Linked DNA regions of Mus musculus: region 2 is linked to region 1. A link is a contact called in public Hi-C data. All regions are on one chromosome and are shown on one strand. Each heading gives the region's core, a stretch centred on a gene start, on an enhancer-like site or on the middle of the called end of the contact. The rest is flanking DNA. Distances are from core to core; before and after follow the strand shown.

Region 1 (4,321 bases), core at 89-2,588:
ATGATGACGATAGCCCCAGACCTGGCCTACTGACCACTGGAGCAAGCATGTGTTTTCTCTACCCTGCCCATGTGCTTTTTCAACAACTGAGCACCTATAGTCTGCCAGTCTTACTCTAAGACCCAGATCAAACCATGCGGCCAGGACAGTTACATAAAAAGATGGTACCAGCTGTAACACAGCAGTGGTTGACTGAACTTGACAACCTGTTAAATACACCCCCAAACACACACACACACACACACACACACACACAGAGAGAGAGAGAGAGAGAGAGAGAGAGAGAGAGAGAGAGAGAGCGCCAGTGTGTTCGTGTGTAAGAAAGCACATTGTTTAAACAAGCACTGGTCACCTTTTTTCAGTGTTACTTCCATTTGGCCTGAGTCAAAGGGGTCTCGAGAAGGTCCCAATAGAAAGCCCTGCCTGTCTGGTTGGGTGTGTGGCCTGCTCTAATTTTTACTGCTCCAATGGCACATACTTACGGTTCAGAATCAAGGGGACCGAAAGAGCTAAGACAGGCAGTTCTGAAAGAATGGTTTGTGGAGCAGCAACAGCAATTGCAGCCTGGGGAGTGACTAGAAACACACATCTGGGAACCCACACTGCGACAGCTGAACCAGAAATCTGAGGGTGGGGCCAGAGATCTGCCTTAATAATTTCTCCCAGACACTCTACTGTAACTGGACCTTTGAGAATCTGAAGGGGAAAAATGAATATTTAAAACCATTGAGAATCTTAAAACTTGAAGTTATTAGGCATAATGAGGAGGACAAGGTTCCAGGGTGGCTACTACTAAGTCAGAAAAACTAGGTTTGCTGTCAACAGAGGCTCCTAGTCCTTCCCAGCTTCTCAGCTGCTCCATCAACGCTAAAATCTGTGGTTCCTTTTTTTTTTTTTTTTTTTTTTTTTTTTTTTTTTTTTTTTGAGACAGGGTTTCTCTGTGTAGCTCTGGCTGTCCTGGAACTCACTCTGTAGACCAGGCTGGCCTCGGACTCAGAAATCCACCTGCCTCTGCCTTCCAAGTGCTAGGATTAAAGGCGTGTGCCACCACGCCCAGCAAAATCTGTGATTCTTATGCTGGCTTCACTTTAGAGCCACAGAACCTGCCAACAAGTGGGAATCCTGGGAGTTGGAGAACTGGCATTATGAGGTGATTCCAATGTACAGCCGTGGTTCTGAACCAGTGGTCTGGATGGAATTCCTGGACTGAGAGACAGCCACAGCCTTGACCTTGGTACGAGGACAGAGCTTTGCTGGGGAAGTTCAGTGGGGAAGGGAGCTGGGCTATGAGATCATCCTCCCAGAATCCTCCCTGGTCTCTGATGGACACTGGGGTTCTTATACAGCCTCGAGTTCGCTAAGTGAGAAGCCTGAGTATCAACAGAGGCTGTGCCTGAAGGATCTGGAAAGAGTTCAGAGAAGAGAAACAAAGATGACTGAAGAAGAGGACAATGGAGCCTTTGAAAGGAAGTGAAAGGAAACAAGCCCAGCCTGAAAAGCTGAGAGACAGCCACACACTCCTGTCCTGTGGAGGTTGTGCTCGCTGCTGATCGGCCAGGCTCCATTTTCACTGAGGATGAAACAGGAAAACAAATAAACGTCACCCACCTGTGTCTGTGTAAGTCCTTTCACTCTCTATAAACTCCCAGCGCACTCATCCTTGAGTCCACTTGACAGGAGTTAGGATAAACAGAAATGCCCTGAAGCCAGAAGAGCAGCTGGTTAAAGATGCTTCTTTTAATGCACAATAAAAACCAGAACCACTTTTCTCTAACAGGGATGCTTTATGTATTTCCCATTTGACTTTGTGAATTGCATTATTAAAGGGTTGGCAAAATGGCTCATTAAGTAAAGGCACTTGTCACTGAACCTCATGACATGAGGGAAGAGAAAATTAACTCCTACTGGCTTTCTGTCTCTCTCTCTGTCTGTCTGTCTGTCTGTCTCTCTCACGTACACACACACACACACACATGCACACACACCCATTGTTAAAGCAAATTAGAATATCCACCTTTAAAATTATATTTTGGGAGCTTAATTTTTATGTTACTGGTACAGCAATATCCATATGCATCAGGCTCTAAACTCAACCCCCAGCAAACACACACACACACACACTCACACAAGATATATATATATATATGTAATGTCATAGTTAAACTATTTTAGACACTGATTTCCAATGTATCTGAATTTTGTTGGAGCTCTTATTATGCAAAAAATAATAAGTATATTTTACATTCACATGATGTCTTATCTGAATGCCTTTCACCTTGACAACAGTATTTGGTCTGTGAAAAATTATTTGAAGCCATATCAAGGCACTATTTTCCCATTTGAGAAGGAGAGCGGCTTCCCCATTGTCTCACTGTAAACTGTAGACTTGGAGAAGTTTCCAGGGCGAGTGACTCTTGGTTTCAGGCCCTTTGCCACGCTGGCCACACTCATCCTTTGGCACGCATAAAGTCTGGTTTCGACACAGATCACTGGATCCACCCCAGAGTCCTGACTCAGCAGGTCTTGGGTGGGGTCTGAGAACTCTCATTTCAGGTAAGTTACCAGAACTGTTGGCACAGAAAGCCACTGCCTCACACCGTTCACTTTACACACATTCCTGGAGTCTACCTTCTCCACTCAATGTTTAGTCCTCTGTTCTTCTCTAAGAGTTCCCTGGAGCAGGAAGGTAAGGCAGCCTTCAGCCATGTCCAGGCCAAGGAGAAATAAAGCCAGCTACCTCCCGTGGGGTTCCTGTTTTGTATGCTTGGTGAGAACCCCATTCAAGGACGTATAAGAATTGGGTGTGTATAAACGATTTCTTCAGGATCCTTGGGCTCTGCAGGGTAGCAGGCACTGGCTCATAAATCTAAATGATTCATAACAACAGCCTACATAGCATAATAAATGCTTCAAGAAATCAATGAGCAAAACTTCTGTGTTGCAGCTGCACCTAAACACACTCAAAAATTAATAGCTGGAGTTTGAAGGCTACAGAAAAACAGTAAATTGTCTAGCAAAGCGCTGCCTGGGTGAGTCAGTACGAAACGCTGGTACAGTAGAGGCCCCAGGCTGGCCACTTGCAGAAAGAATGCTCTGCACTGTCAAGCCAGGGTCCTTTTGGGATCAAGATTCAAGTCCAGAACTATCTAGTGGAGGATACTTTCCCTAGCGAAAGATCAACCCCAAGAGTGCCCTGTCCGGGTGAACCTGCTCAGCCACACCCAGGGTTCTTTGTCAGTGCATGCACCTAGTTCTAGGGAGTGGCTTTTTTTTAAAAACTGTATTCTCACTAACATGTGACCTTTAATGCTGTTGAGGCGGGAAAGAGAAGGGACACCTTTCTTGGTGAATGGGAAGGATGAGGGAAGGGAACTTCAAAAGAATCAGAGAGTGGGGGGAAAAAAAGAAATATTTGAAACCTGAGTATCTCCAAGCCTGCAAATAGCATTCCAGAAGTCTCTAGAACAGGACCAGGGAAGTGAAAGCCATTTCCAGCGTAGGCAGGTCCCACCCTAAAACACAAGAAAGTCACTCCTCCTGGAGCCCGCTGTGGCTGGCCCGATCCTGGTTAGCGGCTTATTGTTCTCTAACTGGCCCTCAGGGAGAGCCACAAAAACAAAATGATGTTCTGGACTCTGTGAACCCCAATCTGTCTCAGCCAGACAGTCTTGTGGTGTGGAAAGAAAAAGAAAAAACAGTTGCCAGAGCCTGCCCTGCGGGTTCAAGGGCTCCTCCCTCATCCACTGTGCCTGGGCGCCTCTTGATGGAGCACCAGTCTCTTCATTGCTGCCCTGGGAGGTGAAAAGGAACTTCTTTGGTGTGCTGTCTTGATCCTGTTGCTGTGCTGACCTCTCCAGACTTGCTTCCTCTTTAAAGCAAACTTATCTGGTAACAGATGAAGCAAAACTGTTGCCATAGCTCATAGCACCCCCAAAGCACCCTCACCAGAGAGCACCCCAGTAGTTCATCTGCTATGCCTTGCCAAGGAAGCCACAATACAGACCCCAGACTGACGCTTCTCATGCCTCTGTCTCTGGTCTGGACACATGGGTTTCTTTCCCGGGTGACATAGGTGGCACGCCATGCCTCCTGTCTCGAGCACAAGAACTGTTTTCACGTGACTCTACTTTGTCTTCTAGCCTTCCTCAGAAGGTCTGCATTGACCCAAACCATAGAAACGAGAACAGGGCAGGGGCCCAGGAGGAACCAGCCTGTCAGGAGTCTCTGGTCAACACCACATATGCCAGCTCTCAGTGTTTCCTAAGCACAGTTGAAGTCTGAAGACTCACCCCATCTGTTTCACACATCTCCACAGAGGAAG
Region 2 (4,171 bases), core at 39-2,538, 240 kb before region 1:
AGAGGAAAAGGGGTGGGAGGAAGGGGACATAAGTAGAGGACATGGGGGGTGGGGGTGGGGGGAGAGGCAAACCTCATAGCCTGAGAGCTGTGGGCCATCCCTCTTGTCAGCCCTCTCCTAGCTGTCTGGAGGAACTTTTACTGTAATAAACTGCTTGCTCAGCTCTTCTGTAAACCCATTTGAAATTCCCTCAGATGGCAGGCAAGAGCTAAGGGAGCCGGATAACAAGGGTAAGAATGAGATACAGAAACTGATAGAGCATATCGCCTGTAAAATGGGTGATGTCTGTCCTAATGTGTCTACTGAAAACTACCTGGCACAATATTCCCATTCATCTTCAAGTCAGTTAATTTACTTTAACACACCTCCTTATTCACTACTCAACCAGTGAGGGAGGGGGGCTATTATGAGAGCCTATAGGCATTCAAACTGTAAGGTGTCAGAAAATCATTTCTACTTGTGCTTGTAAATAAACAGAAGACTTTTCTAACTTACTAAGAAGTAGGGCTGGAGACAGCAACCAGTAAAGTGCTTGCCACGCAGGAGGACCTGTGCTCAATGCCCAGACCCCAAGACCCGACTAGTGCTTCTGATCTTAAAACCTATTTGGAAATTTAAGTCTCCCAGCAGGAGACAGAAGGAAGGTCCCTGGAGCTCACTTGTCACAAAAACAAAACAAGGTGGACAGTGTGTGAGGAATAACTTCAGAGGCCGACCTCTGACCTCTACGTGTATGTGCACACAAAGATGCAGGGACACACCAGTATGTGTACATAATACCATGTCTGGAAAATCTGATTCCACTAGCATTTGGAAAGTGTTAATACTGTCAAATTAACAGGACCTACAACCACCCAGGAAAGCAGATTTTGCCCTTGCCTGTACCTGTCTCCTCAATTAGGTTAACTGATAACTTAGGCTCTAAAGACCCACCCTAAAATTAGGAAGTAGCATTCCTTTACAGGCTGGGTCCTGAACTGAACAGAAAGGGGAAGCATTGCTGGGCAGCAAGAATGTAACCTGAATGTCACTGGAGGGTCCCCTCATGACAGCCCATCATCAACTGTGAGCCAAAATCAGCCCTTTCTCTTAACAAAAAGTTGCTTTTGTTAAGGGCGTTTTATCACAGCGACTGGAATGAGGTGACATGCTGACCCTCTTATTCAGCAGTCACATGGTAATTTGTCTTGTAAACATATCTCACCGCATGTCCTCCTTTGGAGTAGTGCTTCAGGGATCACGTGCCTCACTCAGAAAGGAGGGGGAAGTAAAAACTAGAGCTGCAGAGATAGCTCAGCCTGTCACGTGCTTGGTGTTCAAGCATGTGTTCCTGACGCCGATGCCCGGTACCCACGGGCAGGCCAGGGGCAGCTCCCAGCACTGGGAAGAAGACAAGAAGATTCCTGGTGTTTACCGGCCATCTAGTCAGGTCCAGCCAGAGACCCCGTGTTAAAGACAAGGTAGGCTGTTGCTGTGTCTGAGGAGATACAACAGCTCAGGTTGTTCTCTGGCCTCCAGATGCACGTGCAGAGTTAGGTGTGCCTACACACACATGCACATCTGCGTACACACATTCACGCTATATTAGTAACCACTGGCAAAAGCTGTGTAATGGGATACAGGCATCTTTATTTTGTTTAAAAAAAAAAAAAAAAACTTATGTGTATGAGTTGAGTCTACGCTGCATACGTGCAGTGTCTACAGCGGCCAAAAGAGAATGTTGGATCCCACTAAGCAGCCTCGCATGGATGCCAGATGTTGAACTCAGGTCCTTTGCTAGAGTAGTATATGCTCTTAACTGCTGAGCCATCTCTCAAGCCCTGGGTTCTTTTGAGAGCCATTGGTTCTGAGAACACACTGTCATTCTTAACTTGTTCTGCATGTTGCATGCAAGTTTTCCTTTTCTTAAGGATTGTTTTTGTAAAGAATCCGTTTTGTAAAATGTAAAATCGTGCTTCAGACTGTTGATGGTGTTGAGATAGAATAAGCAAATGGTTTTCATTTTATCCAACCACTGTAGATGTCTGCTACGAGGGCGATTCATATGCCATTCTTGTCACTTACTTTGTTAGGTTACAGTTAAATTCCGGTGCAACTGGAATTACTGAAACAGAAAAGGCAAAAACTGCCCTGGAGCAGCTGCTGGGCCCTTTAGGAAAGCCAACACTGAAGAGCACAGGTGTGGCTGATGCTGCTTGAGGTTCTTAAGCGCCCTTTAATGGCTTTGGAGTGGGGAGTGTGCGAGCCATCTCGGAAGACAGCAGTGGAGAAGGAGCCAGTGGTTTTGTTTTTGCCACAAGTTCTAGGAATCTGCCCTGGAAGCAGTGCCCTTGCTCCCATGGGATGGCTCATCTCGTTGAGTTTTAAGAATCAGCCGTGTTGGTGGCAGCGGATACGGTGAGAGCAGAGTGGAGAGCCTGGGGAAGGCATGCAGGGCAGGGAAGCCAAAAGCAGCAGCTTTGCAGGGACGAGTACTGGAGACAAGGAGCTAAGTGTTGCGGAGCTGAATTCACGAATTGGCAGTGGGTGCAAAAACAGTGTTTAAGGGAAAGGAGCCGAGTCAGAGCCGTGACACTTTACTTCCAGCTTCAGACATGACTAGTTCTTGTTTGTTTGTTTTGTGTGTGTGTTGTCTTGTGTTCAATTCACACAGTTACTCTGGATGTTATGATAAATTTCCTCTACACATATATAATACTGAGTTGGCAAGAAGAATTGGGAAGTGGCTTCCATGGGCACATGTTAAGAGCAGTAAGTGGCATCCTCTAGAATCTAAGGTCTGCATTTGTTGCTTCTGTGTAAGCTAAGCCACCCAAAGAGGCACCCTTTAACATGTGCCTTGTATCCAGGTTAACTTTAGGAGCAACTTGAAAGTCCTTAGTTACTCAGAGGTTGGGAGTCAGGACACTACAGCTTTTTCTCAATGTACACTTTAATACTGATTTTTGCTTTTCTAACATTTCATTCTATTATTAGGGTTTCATTAAAAACAAAAATCAAAGAAATGAAAAGAAAATCAAATTAAAAAAATTAAATCTGAATAGTCAAATTGGTACAAATTCTCTCCTCTTTGTGAGACTTCACCATTCACCCTGGTCTGTCTTGGCATTTAAGTCATAGACTTGTGCATAGCAGAGTGACTGAGGTTAAGGAGGTAGAGCTTTTGAGCAGAAGGGGAATGAACGGTTGGTGGGTCTAGTTTCTGGTGTGGGGAAGATATTCAAAGGAACTGATGTCATTAGTTTGTAAATGATATGGGAAAAGAAAGGAGTTACAAAAAACCTGAGTTTTGATACTGGCACATCACCCATGTTGACAAGTACCCAGTTCTGAAAACTCCAGTCATCTTAGTTAAGAGTTAGTTTAGTAGGATGAGTTCTAGTTGTTTATAAACATTTTATTCTGTGCAGATTGTAGTTTTGATTTTTATTAGTGTTTTTATCCAGAGTGGAAATTGCTTTTAATTACTGATACATATTTATTTTTCTGTAAGAAAGATATATGTTTGCTTATTCCACATTAATTTTTTTGCAGAGACCAGATGTGGTGTGTTTCATGTCATTCATGCCAGCACTGGGAGACAGATACAGGTGGATCTCTGAGTTCAAGGCTAGCTGGTCTATATAGCAGTTGCAGGATTATACAGGGTCACACTGTGAGATCTCAAGAAACAAAAAAGAAGACCACACCACTAACAAAGAAACCATGCCCCCCAAAAGAAATATACATACATATATATGTACATACAAACATATATATTATACTATATATTTATTATATTTTATATATGTATACATATAAAATTTTTAACAGAAAAGACGTATGCCTTATAGTGAGGCTTTGAGAAGTTAAATCATGTAAATGTAAGCAATGAAAAAGAAAGATGGAGTTTGGGAATAGTTACTAACCTTAATCCCTAACCCAGAAGCTGATTCAAAATGTTAGAGAAGAGGGCTTAACTTGACAGAAAATGGTATGAATGACAGTTCCAAGGCAAAGGAAATCCTGTGCAGTGGACAGGATGCAATCTGGGCAGGCAGGTGAGCTGGGAATGTTTGGTGCGTGGGTACGTCTTCTCTTCAGGCTGCTGCCCCTCGTGTGTTCTGAAGTGCTACACGCTTCTTTCTCTCTTATTTCTTGATTAAGTGATTCCAGTTTATAGCAACACAAA

Evidence for each region. Hi-C and Micro-C count contacts between places; a contact is called where the count stands out from the background.
Region 2: a contact with region 1 is called in a Hi-C map of bone marrow-derived macrophages, with 24 read pairs. The contact joins two enhancer-like sites. A contact is called at or near these places in 1 of 15 datasets of contacts at CTCF or cohesin (the NIH/3T3 cell line), 2 of 484 Hi-C or Micro-C datasets (bone marrow-derived macrophages and nephron progenitors), 5 of 115 datasets of contacts at active chromatin or transcription factors (the SCID.adh cell line, bone marrow-derived macrophages, embryonic limb bud and 1 more) and 1 of 9 other capture datasets (embryonic stem cells).

Annotation. Positions count from the first base shown.
Region 1 is chr3:84,644,803-84,649,123 of GRCm38.p6, reverse strand. No RefSeq gene overlaps it. Among named protein-coding and RNA genes, the nearest start is that of Tmem154, 19 kb to the left of the region's middle. Within about 2 kb of position 1,338, at least 82 of the 459 cell types and tissues checked have an H3K27ac peak or open chromatin away from gene starts, as enhancers often do. A contact at or near this core is called in bone marrow-derived macrophages, where this site is marked.
Region 2 is chr3:84,881,103-84,885,273 of GRCm38.p6, reverse strand. All of the region lies in intron 3 of Fbxw7 (F-box and WD-40 domain protein 7), which reads right to left. Among named protein-coding and RNA genes, the nearest start is that of Gm40080, 4.7 kb to the right of the region's middle. Within about 2 kb of position 1,288, at least 56 of the 459 cell types and tissues checked have an H3K27ac peak or open chromatin away from gene starts, as enhancers often do. A contact at or near this core is called in bone marrow-derived macrophages, where this site is marked.